Regions from separate parts of the Sus scrofa genome. Here region 1 is linked to region 2. Evidence: chromatin contacts called from public Hi-C data. All regions are on one chromosome and are shown on one strand. The core of a region is the stretch at or near the end of the contact, and the rest is flanking DNA. Distances in the headings are between cores, read along the strand shown.

Region 1 (5,670 bases), core at 2,505-5,004, 220 kb after region 2:
ATTTACAATGTTTCAGTTATTCATATATATTATTTTTCGGATTCTTTTCCATTATAGGTTATTACAACATATTGAATATAGTTCCCTGTGCCTTATTTTTTATCTCTCTCTCTCTCTCTTTTTTTTTTTTTTTTCAGTCTTTTGAGGGCTGCACCCAAGGCATATGGAGGTTCCCAGGCTAGGGGCTGAATTGAGGCTGCAGCTGCCAGCCTGCACCACAGCCACAGTAACACCAGATCTGGGCCGCATCTGTGACCTACCGCATAGCTCACGGCAACCCCACATCCTTAACCCATTGAGCGAGGCCAGGGATCAAACCCCTCATGGATACCCATCGGGTTTGTTACCCCTGTGCCGCCACAGGAACTCCTATCTCTTTTATACACAGTAATGTGTATTTTTTTTTTTTTTTTTGGCCACACCCATGGCTAGGCCAGGGATCAAACCCATGTCGCAGCTGTGACCAGGGCCATAGCAGTTGGATCCTTAACTCGCTGAGCCATGAGGGAACTCCAAGCTAAGATACATTAAAAAAAAAAACCAAAAAACTTTTATAATGTGTTCAAGCAAAACAGGGAGTGGTGGCTTTAAACCCCTTAATCTGGGAGTTCCTGTCGTGGCTCCATGGTTAATGAATCTCACTAGGAACCCCTAGCCTGGGAACCTCCATATGCCACAGATGCAGTCCTAGAAAAGGCAAAAAGACCAAAAAACAAAAACAAAAAACCCCTTAATCCAGAAGTTCTTGCTAAAGGGGGGACGTGGTACTGAGACCTGAAGGCTGAGCAAGCCATGGGGAAAGCTGGGGTCGGCAGGGAACAGGAATGGTTCTGGAAGGTCTCAATGGCCAAGAGGAGGCCAGGTGGCTGCTGTGTTTAAGCTGGGGAAGGGCGCGGCTGGTTGATATGGCAAAAAGCACCCTGAGTGGCCGGGATAGAGCAGGGAGAAAGGCCAGGGACATTGCTGCAAGGTTCCAGGCAAAAGATGACAGTGGTGGTGGCCTGTACAGAGGGAGGCTGTGGCGATGGGAGGAGGTGGCTGGCTTCGGGGTGCATTCTGGCTTTGGTTTGGGGTGAAGACACGGAGGGGAGCTGGCAAGAGTGTCTGGTGATTAATGAGGAGGGGGCTGACTCCAGTTTTTCTAGAGAAAATCAGGAATTGATTTGTGCTGGTCAAAGTCTTAGAAGCTTTTGTGTTTCAACCCCTGAGCTCTTCAAGGGGCTCCTAGGGTTCCCTCTTTATGGTCCATCTTAAAACCAAGGAAGCCTTGGAATTCCTGTCATGGCGCAGTGGTTAACGAACCCGACTAGGAACCATGAGGTTGCAGTTCGATCCCTGGCCTCGCTCAGTGGGTTAAGGATCCAGCGTGGCCGTGACCTGTGGTATAGGTGGCAGACGTGGCTCGGATCCTGCATGGCTGTGGCTGTGGTGTAGGCAGGCGGCTACAGCTCTGATTAGACCCCTAGCCTGGGGACCCCCATATGCCTCGGGTGCGGCCCTAGAAAAGACAACAAAATAAAAAAGTAAATAAAACAAACAAACAAAAAACCCAAGGAAGCCTTGCCTCAACCTCATCTGGACACTCACATGAACTTCTACATGGCCTGGTCTTAAAATTTAGCAATAGGTCAGCCCCTGAACCCCAGAATGGTCTTGCTCCAATCCCATCTTATAATTTTCTGCCATCCAATAATGCCCTGTGGCTGCTGAGTTTGTGACTTGCCGAGTCTCAACTGAGATGTGCTCTATGTAGAAAACACCAGATTCCAAAAACTTAGGAAAATAAGAATGTCAAGTATGTTGACACGATCATATGTGGGTGTATGGATTAAATATTGGGTTAAAAATTTTATGGGTTAGGGAGTTCCCATCGTGGTGCAGCGGAAACGAATCCGACTAGGAACCATGAGGTTGCGGGTTCGATCCCTGGCCCTGCTCAGTGGGTTAAGGATCCTACATTGCCCTGAGCTGTGGTGTAGGTCACAGACGCGATTCAGATCCCGAGTTGCTGTGACTGTGCTGTAGGCTGGCAGCTGTAGCTCCAATTCGATCCCTAGCCTGGGAACCTCCATATGCCGGGGGTGTGGCCCTAAAAAAAACAAAATAAAATAAAATAAAATAAAATAAAAGTTTTAGCTAACTCTGGAGCCCTAGAGGAGGTTGGGAGAGACTGAGTTCCCCCCTCTACCCGTGATTGGAAGAATGAGGACTTCCTTCTCCCACAACAAAACCTAGAATTAATGCTCTCTGGCTCCTGGAGGGTCTGAGTGAAGGGCTGGAGGTAGTGGTGAGAGGTTGGTGGAGAATTAAGGATGTGAAGAGGGTGGCTTTGTCTTCTTCCTTAGGAACAGAATTTTCCTGTTCTTTGGACTCTAGTTCCTTTTTTTTTTTTTTTTTTTGTTTTTTTGTTTTTTTGTCTTTTCTAGGGCCGCTTCCCACGGCATATGGAGGTTCCCAGGCTAGGGGTCTAATCAGAGCTGTAGCCACCGGCCTACGCCACAGCCACAGCCATGCAGGATCCGAGCTGCGTCTGCCATCTACACCACAGGTCACGGCAACGCCAGATCCTTAACCCACTGAGCAAGGCCAGGGATCGAACCCGCAACCTCATGGTTCCTCTTCTTCAGACTCTGGATGTCTCTCTTACCATTCCTCAAAAAGCAGACCAGTTCCAACCCCATTATTTAAAGGTGTTATCCTCAGGTAGAAACTTCTTCCTCCCTCATAATGAAAGGACTCCTCCAGTCCCTTGTGATGCATCTTCCCTAAAAAGAAATTTTCCCAACTCCTAGTCCAAGAATTTGTTGTTGCTTTTTTTCTCTCTTGGTCTTTTTAGGGCCACACCCTCGGCTTATGGAAGTTCCCAGGTTAGGAGTCAAATCAGAGCTGTAGCTGCCGGCCTGTGCCACAGCCACTGCCACACCAGATCTGAGCCATGTCTGTGACCTACACCACAGCTCATGGCAACACTGGATCCTTAACCCACTGAATGGGACCAGGGCTGGACCCCACATCCTCATGGATACTAATCAGTTTCATTACCGCTGAGCTGCAATGGGAACTCCTTGTTGCTGTTTTTAATGTTCTTTAAAGGCAGACAGCACCCCCGCCACACGCACCCCACACGCCCATATTAGGAATGGACTGTCCTTGCTCACTGAAACATCTGAGCAATATTTGTCCTCCTAGAATCCAGAATAGACTTTCCCAAGCCCCATTCCTGGAAACCCGAATGGCCAGATCCACCGAACCTGGAAGGTGGGCTCTTCTCGCTCTCCCCATCCCCCCAGGATTCAGAGTGGATGTTCCCAGCATGCAGGACTCTCTCCCAAGGCTCATTCCAAGAATACTCGAGTTCTGAGGTTGGAAGAGGCTGGCAGGGCTGAGTTCCTCGAGGTGACAGAATGGACTCTTCCAGTTCCCTTTGCCCCAAATTTCTCAATAGCCCAGGGTGTTAGAGTTCCGGGAGGCTTTGCCTTCCCAAAAGCCTGTCAACCAAAGAAAGTCTCCGGGGCGCCAAGGGGTGGTGGTTGGGCCAAACATAGCAGATCCCCCCATTCCTTTTAGCAACGTTCGTCAGTCCCCTTCTGGTTGAGGAGCTCCAAGTTTGGTGGAGAGACTCACAGTTTTGATTTGGTGTGTTTACTGGTGGTGTGGTTGCAAAGAAAAGAAAAAAGGCATTGCATAATTGGAAAACAGTTAAATGTCAGAGTTCCCACTGTGGCTCAGCAGGTTACGAACACAACTATTGGAGTTCCCATCGTGGCGCAGCGGAAACGAATCCGATTAGGAACCATAAGGTTGCAGGTTCGATTCCTGGCTTTGCTCAGGGGGTTAAGGATCCGGTGTTGCCGTGAGCTGTGGTGTAGGCTGCAGATGCGTTCAGCTCTGACATTGCTGCGGCTGTGGTGTAGGCTGGCAGCTGTAGCTCTGATTCGACCCCTAGCCTGGGAACCTCCATATGCTGCCAGTGCGGCTCTAAACACACACACACACACACACACACACAACACAACTAGTATCCGTGAGGATGCAGGTTCCATCCCTGGCCTCGCTCAGTGGGTTAAGGATCTGGCATTGCTGGGAACTGTGGTGTAGGTCACAGAGGGCCCCTGGATCCTCCATCACTGTGGTGTAGGCTGGCAGCTCCAGCTCTGAATCCACCCCTAGCCTAGGAACTTCCCTATGCCACAAGTGCGGCCCTAAAAAGCAAAACAAGTGGTTAAATGCCAAAATATACTTTAAACCCAGGCTCTGCCGTTTCTGAGCTGTGTGACCTTGGGCAAGTCATTCAACCTCTCTGGACCTCAGTTTTAACCTCTGCTTAATGCGACTAGACTTGAATTAGTGTTTCCTCCGCTCTGAGACACTCGGTCTCCGGACAAATTAGGTCCCAACATCTTGGCCGCTAGACAAGGGGTAAGGAACGTCTTCCGGGAAGATTTAAGGAGTAATGCGTGGTGAAGAGTAGGGAGAAAGAGGATCAGAACGACGCTTGCGCAGTAAACACCTCACGCTCTCCTGCCCCTCCCAACCCCTTCTCTGCAGCAGGGAATTGCAGGCGCTGCTCCACCTATCCCAGCCCAGCTGAGCGACAACCCCCGTTCTCCTTCGTTCTCTACGGATCGTGGCTCTCCTCCCGCCCCCATAACAGCCCAATCGGGGGGGGAGTAGGACAGGTCGGGCAAATCCCCAACGCCTGCGGGGGCGATCTGCCCATCTATTGGCCTCAGTCACCACAAGTCCCGCCTCCTCAAGCCCGCTCCCCCCGCCCTCCCTCACGTCAATCCCTCCCTTCTAGGAGAGCGACCGGATCCAATCAGTATTGGCCCCGGCCGCGCGGAGGGGGCGGTCCAACTGTACGTAACCTAACTCCGCCCGTCTCTCGAGCAACGCCCCGACCCCGCTCTCCCGAACGGAAATACGGGGGTGCTGGACCAATCGTAACGGCGTACCTTTGTCCTGCCACCAATGAGAGAGGGAGTGGGGATGAACCCGCGCCTGAACGGCAGTAATTCGAGCCAATGGGCAGCTGAGAGCTCAGGATGGCGGCTGGGAGGGGAGGGACCGGGGGCGGAGACGCGGCCTGCCTGCCCGCCCGCCCGCCCGCCAGCCCGCCCTCCCCCTTGGCCGGCTAGGCTCCTCGGCGCTGCTTGGGGTCCTTTCCTTCAGGTCCCCGCCTGCCAGCCCCCGCTGCGCTGTGCCCTGCCCGGCCAGGCCTGGAGCCGACACCACCGCCATCATGCCGGCCGTGTCCAAGGGCGATGGGATGCGGGGGCTCGCGGTGTTCATCTCCGACATCCGGAACTGTGAGAGCGCGGCCGGGGGACCCTGGGCGGGGGAAGCGTGGAATTGAGGGGCTCGGGGGTTACAGAAGGGCCTAGGGGATAGAAGTCCATTGGGGTCGTAGAGTGAGAGGATAGAGAGGCCGCGGGGGGAACTTTAGGGTGGGGGTAATGGAGGGTCTTAGAGTGTCTTACTGTGCCTCTTCAGGTGACGACACGGAGTGGCTAGAGGCGTCCGGGAGGGTCTTAATGAAAAGGACGCTAGTAAAGTCCCGGAGATGGGGCGTAGAGGCGTCCCCTGGGGATGAAAGAAAGCTAGGAGATCGCATTAGCCATGGGGTCAGAGAAATCCCTGATGTAGACAGAAAAGAAAGGAGGTGCATGG
Region 2 (5,980 bases), core at 3,313-5,812:
AACAGATTGATGGGACCTGGTGAGCCATCGTTACATCACACGTTATATCTTTTATGTTTAATGATCTGTTGTTCATTCACTCAAATATTTATGTAAATCAAACTGTTGTAACTGTATTTAGTGAGCACTGAGTGGTAGGTTCTGATGACAAGACAGATAACTTCCTGTCGCCTTCGTGGAGGTCACAGACAATTGGGGGAAGTCAATGGATCAATGCATCAGCACTAGATGATAAAATCCAATGCAACCTCCCTACATGTCAGATAGTCTTCTAAGCGTTTTCTGTATTTTCACTCATTTAATCTTTGTGACCGTGTGTGTCCTTAAACTAATCGCCCCAGAAGCAATGATATCCTGCTGTGCAGCACAGGGAGCCATATGCAGTCACTTGTGATAGCACATGATAGCACCTCAGAAAAAGAAAGTGGATATATGATGAAAAGCGAAAAAACAAAAACAAGAAAGTATATATGCATGGCTGGGTCACTTTGCTGTACAGCAGAAGTTGACAGACTTGTAAATCAACTATAATAAAAAAAATTGTAAGTAAAAAATAAAAAATAATCACCCCCTGGAGTTCCTGTCGTGGCGCAGTGGTTAACGAACCCGACTAGGAACCATGAGGTTGCGGGTTCGATCCCTGGCCTCGCTCAGTGGGCTAAGGATCCGGCGTTGCCATGAGTTGTGATGTAGGTCACAGACACGGCTCAGATCCCACGTTGCTGTGGCTCTGGAGTAGGTGGGTGGCTACAGCTCTGATTAGACCCCTAGCCTGGGAACCTCCATATGCCATGGGAGCGGACCTAGAAAAGGCAAAAAGACAAAAAAAAAAAAAAAATCACCCCGATTTTACAGATGAGGAGCCTGAGGCCCAGAGAGGTGAGGAGCCCAGCTGGGGCCACACAGCCAGCCCCAGGCAGGCCGTTTTTGTCCTTGCCTAGCCAGACCCTTCCCCTCAGTCACCCAGCCCCCTCTCTCCCACAGACCCCTCCACCCTGCTGCCCCCAAGGAGTCCTGGGGCCTTGGAGGCCACATCCCTGCCGGCACCTCAGGCCTCTCTTCTGCTCCTCTTGCTCCTGCTGCTGCTGCCTGCCGCCCTCCTGCTGCTGGCCACTGCCTGGTGCCTGCGCCGGAGGAGGAGGAGACGGAGGATGCCCTGCCCCGGGGAGCGGGTGAGCCATCGGGGTGGGTAGAGCTGAAGGGGTGGCAGAGGCGGGGGCCGCAGGTGCCCTGCCCCTCCGGTCCCCAAGAGGCACTGCCCCCTGAGGCTCCTGGAGCGCTATTGCCCCACGGAGCTGAAGACCCTGGATTTGGTGGGAGGTGTGGGGGGCACGGGAGGGCTGTAGGCAGGGAACGCGTGGGTCAGCTCCAGATGCGAGAAGTCCCCTCTGGGGCCATGGAGAGGGACAGGCTGAAACAGACAGACTGGAGGCCAAAGAGGAGGCTAGGTCCAGAGAGAAAGGCGAGGCCTGAGCCAGGGCCACGGGGATGGAGAGGAGGGGCCTGGCAGAGTCAGGGCTCAGGGAGCTGGAGGGATGGGGCTGGAGACTGTCAGGCCTGGGGCAGTGGTGCCCGAAGACCCTGGGTCAGGCCCAGACGGGAGCCTGGGGGGAGGAGGGAGATTAGGGGAAGACACAGAGCTCGCCAGGGTCCCGTGGGCAGGATCTGCCCCTCCCAGAGTGGGGGGAGAGATTTGGGTGCTGGAGTCCACAAGCCAGGAGAGAGTGGACCCCTCTGTAAAGCCCTCCAGGTGTGAAAAAGCTCAGGGTGTTCTAGAAGCTTCGCCCAGCTGGAGATGGATGGGGGTGGGAGATGGAAAAAGAGCACAGAAACATCTAGGCATCAGAGGCGAGGTGAGGAGCTGGGGCTCACTGCCCAGGACAGCAGCAAGCCCAGGAGGTGAACCTGGGAACTAGAGTGGGGGCAGGAGGCAGGAGTTGCCCCAGGGAGGAAGGAGCGGAGGGGCCCGTGGGTTCCCGATGGGCCCAGAGGGATCTAACAAGAAACATTTGTGGGAGTTCCCACTGTGGTTCAGTGGGTTAAGAACCCAACTAGTATCCATGAGGACGCAGGTTCAATCCGTGGCCTCATTCAATGGGTTAAGGATCCAGCATTGCCATGAGCTGTGGTGTAGGTGGCAGATGTGGCTCAGATCATGCATTGCTGTGGCTGTGGTATAGGCTGGTTGCTGTAGTTCTGATTGGACCCCTAGCCTGGGAATTTTCATGCTGCAGGCGAAGCTTTAAAAGACAAACAAACAAAAAAAAAATACTTTGGGGCACATTGAGTGTCCCAGTGCCTCAGGCCTTTTACTGGAGCTTTCTAAAAATGAACTCACTTAATTGAAAAGCTGGTGCCATTATTATGCCCATTTCACAGAGGCTAAAACCAAGGCCCAGATAGTAAGTAAATCCTTTGCCAAAAGTCACAGAACTCATGGCCAAGGTTTGACTCTGGGCCTTCTGATTCCAGCATCAGTGCCTTGTCACTCTTCTGCCTCAGCTTCCTTACCCTACAAAAGACTCTCAAAATAATCCTACCATGGAAGTGAAGTCACCAGAAATAGAACACAAGTCACGGGTGTAGGATTCCATGGCACGTGGATGTTCCTGGGCCCAGGATGAAACCTGCGCCACAGCAGCCACCTGAGCCACTGCTGTGACACCAGTGGATCCTTTGCCTGCTGCACCGCAAGAGAACTTCCCACCCATATGATTTTTTTTTTTTTTTTCCTTTTAAGGCCTTGCCTTCAGCATATGGAAGTTCCCAGGCTAGGGGTCCAATCAGAGCTGCTGGCCTAACCACAGCCACGGCAACGCCAGATCTTAACCCACTGAGCATGGCCAGAGATCAAACTCACATCTTCATGGATACTAGTCGGGTTCTTAACCCACTGCACCACAACAGGAGCTCCTCCACACGTGTGACTTTCGATTTTCTAGTAGCCACATATTTTTAAAAGTAAAGATAAAGTTTTCTTTATTTTTTTGGCTGCACCCGTGGCATGCAGAAATTCCTGGGCCAGGGATTGAACCGGCACCACAGCAGTGACAGCCCCAGACCCTTAACCCAATGTGCCATGCACAAGGGAATTTTTTTTTTTTTCTTTTTGAGGTGTCCCCAGCATTCACATGAGGTCAGTACCATGGCCGTACTGGAGAGCACAGAACTAAAATGCTTCCACCATTGCAGAGAGTCCTCTTGGACAGGGCTGCCGCAACACACAGTGAGAGCTCACTGTGAATGGAGCTGTTTGGGGCCCCGAGTCTGTGCTGAGCCCTGAGCATGGGCCTTCTTCTCCTCTGACCGTGGAGCCTCAGACAGCCCACGAGTCATCTACCATCCCGTTTTACAGAGGAAGACGCCGAGGCCCAGAGAGAGGAGTCACCTGCCAGAGGACACAGAGCGGAACTTGGAGGAAATCAGTTAGAGACTGGTCCCTTCCTTGGCCACGCTGCCCCTGTTACTGTCTCCCCAGGATGGAGGCAACGCCAGCACCCGACCCCGGCCCCACCTTCCCCCCTCTGTACAAAGCCCTTAGCCCCAGGAAACTGTATATAAATCATTCTTTTCTGCCAGCTCTAGCCTGGCCTGTCTGTGAGGGGACAGGGTGTGGATGGCGCAGTTTGGGTTTGGGTGTTGGTTTTGCAGTTAAGGCAACGTTTCATTCAGGACCTACTTTCTGAGGTTCCTGGGGGCCCAGAGGTTGGGACCAGCCCTCTCAGGGTTCCTGGTCCCTGGAGAGGACAGGGACACAGAGGGCCCTGAGTACAGGATTACACACGCTCTAATGGAAGCGGTATAGGCAACTGTGGGAGCCCAGAGAAGGGACCTGAGCCAGCCTGAGCTATCATGGAGGCTCTCTGGAGCAAAGAACTCAGGCCGCATCTTAGAAGGTGGGGTGGAGGGGAGGCCATCCCAGCCGAGTGGCACAGCCAAAGCAAAAGCTTTGTCCAGAGAGTCCGAAGCTCATTGTGGGGCACTCAGGCATCCAGAAGTCATGCCTTCAAACATGAGACCTCATCGGGAAGATTAGCTCCATCTGCTTGACACATGGGGACGCTGAGGCCCAGATACGGCCAGGGATTTGGCCAGGTCGCAAGGAAGCCAAACAGGCACCGGAATCCAGATCTCTAAGCCTAGACTGAGAGCTGCCACCACGCGCCCAGCAGCCAGTCATTGCTCTAGGGAGTAACTGCCTCTCTCCTCCCGCCTTCCCGGCGCTCGCCTCCAGCCCTGGGCCCACCCCGCTTTCTGCAAACCCCGCGGGCAGCTCGCGCGAGGATTGCTAGCCCCTCAGAAATACCGGGGCGGAGGCTGGAGGGCCCCGCCCCAGCAGGGCCGCCCCCTACCCCAATGCGATCTCTCCCGGTATAGCCGTGGACGCCCAGGTCGGATGGGAACGACACTGATTGGTCAGCCAGAAGAAGACCCGCCTTGCAGTGGGGCCTTTCTGCGCACGCGCTCGACACTCTGGCCAATGAAAAGACGGGAAACGGCCTTTGTTGCGTCACTTCTTCCGCCCCTGTTTCAAGGGATAAGAAACCCTGCGCCAAGAGTTCCTTCTTTCCCAGGCAGCTGCCGAAGATGGCGGAGGGGCAGGTATCGGCTCCGCGCGGGCTGGGGCGGCGTGGGGTCGGGGTCGTGCAGGTCGGGCCGAGGTTGGACCTCTTTTCCCCCGCAAGTGTGCTGTGGAAGGAATTTAGGATCGATAACTGACCAAAACAGAAAGCCATTAGGGTAAGAGGAGTCCAAAACGGCTATTTAAGATGGCTTTTGCGTTCTGGGCTGGCCAGGATGCGGCGTCGTTCTTCCCTTGAGGAGCCGTGTTAGGGCCTTCAGCACAAGAAAGGATACTTAAAAACTAGGTCTCGTTTACCTTGTTCTTGGCCCAAGTAGACCCTTGTGTCCCCAGCGCTGGGGAAGCACGCGGAAGGCCGCCCCGCGGCGGCAGAGGATTGGCCAAAATGGAGGGTACTTAGGCCCGGCCAGAGCCGTGGGTTCCTTCGGCCTCCTGGGTTCTTCCCCAACTGTGGGTATTTTGGCAGGAAATCTTTTGCAGTGGATTGAGAAAACTGCCTACAGGGCATGCGGGAGCCAACTGGTTTTTGTCCCTCTGCTTCGGGGTTGATGGAGTCCTGCTGGTGCTGAGGACTGGGATGGAATGTTCTACCGCTCTCCACATCTTTTGCCCTTAAGCACCTGGAGGCCCTCAAGGAAGGCAGCAGCAGCCGTGCTCTGACTGCCTGATTTCTTTGTGTGACTTCTTGGATAATAAAAGGAGGATGGTTCTGGAGGGGGTCTGCACGTGATGGGTCTATGGTTAGGGAGGGAAAACCAAGTTTGGAGCCAGGCATATGATAGGGTTCTCAGAACATGCGTCCCGGCTTTTACGGTGTCTGGCACAGCTTGCGTTATGTTTTGTGTAATTCGTTTAATTTATCGCAGTGTTCCTGAGGCTGGTATTGGAGATTGGAGGGTTCTGATTGATCAAAGTCACATTGGCAGGGAATCTGGCTTTAGCGTCGGTAGCCTTTTACGCTGCTTTTCAACAATCCCAACTTGTATAGCAAGCACCTGATACGGGGACTTTGACTCTTGACAAGCCATGGATTAAGCAGTTGACCAGTTCACACTCGGAGACACAGGGCCAGCATGGGTTTTTTTGTCTCGCATCACCCACCCTGAACCTTGGTTTTCTTCGCTTTGACATTCATGCAGCAACCCTTTGAGATAGGGACGGGATGGGATTCTGTCAAGATTTTACAGCTTGCATCCAGGTCCCACGTTCTCCCTGGATGCTCAGTGTGGCCACGGTTGGTTCGCATTGTAGTTTCTTTTACCATCAAACGTAATCTGAGTACAGAAATTCCTGCCAATTGAGCAAGCTGGAGGGGAACTCTTTGGTATCTTAGCTCACTCACCAGGATCCTGAGTTAGTTGTTGACCTTCTTGGCCTCATCTGTAAAGGGAACCTTGG

What was found. A called contact is a pair of places that touch in the nucleus more often than the background predicts.
Region 1: a contact with region 2 is called in a Hi-C map of liver, with 9 times the contacts expected there. The contact joins the promoter of TSKS here to the promoter of RPL13A in region 2. A contact is called at or near these places in 1 of 5 promoter capture datasets (fetal liver), 3 of 47 Hi-C or Micro-C datasets (embryonic fibroblasts, liver and skeletal muscle) and 1 of 2 datasets of contacts at active chromatin or transcription factors (alveolar macrophages).

The regions. Positions count from the first base shown.
Region 1 is chr6:54,781,457-54,787,126 of Sscrofa11.1, forward strand. TSKS (testis-specific serine kinase substrate) reads right to left here and starts at 3,755. Exons shown (of 11, transcript XM_021094752.1): 1 at 3,252-3,755. AP2A1 (AP-2 complex subunit alpha-1) reads left to right here and starts at 5,081. Exons shown (of 23, transcript XM_021094760.1): 1 at 5,081-5,309. The coding sequence starts at 5,243.
Region 2 is chr6:54,560,231-54,566,210 of Sscrofa11.1, forward strand. It overlaps RPL13A (ribosomal protein L13a), which reads left to right and starts at 4,563. Exons shown (of 8, transcript NM_001244069.1): 1 at 4,563-4,602. The coding sequence starts at 4,588.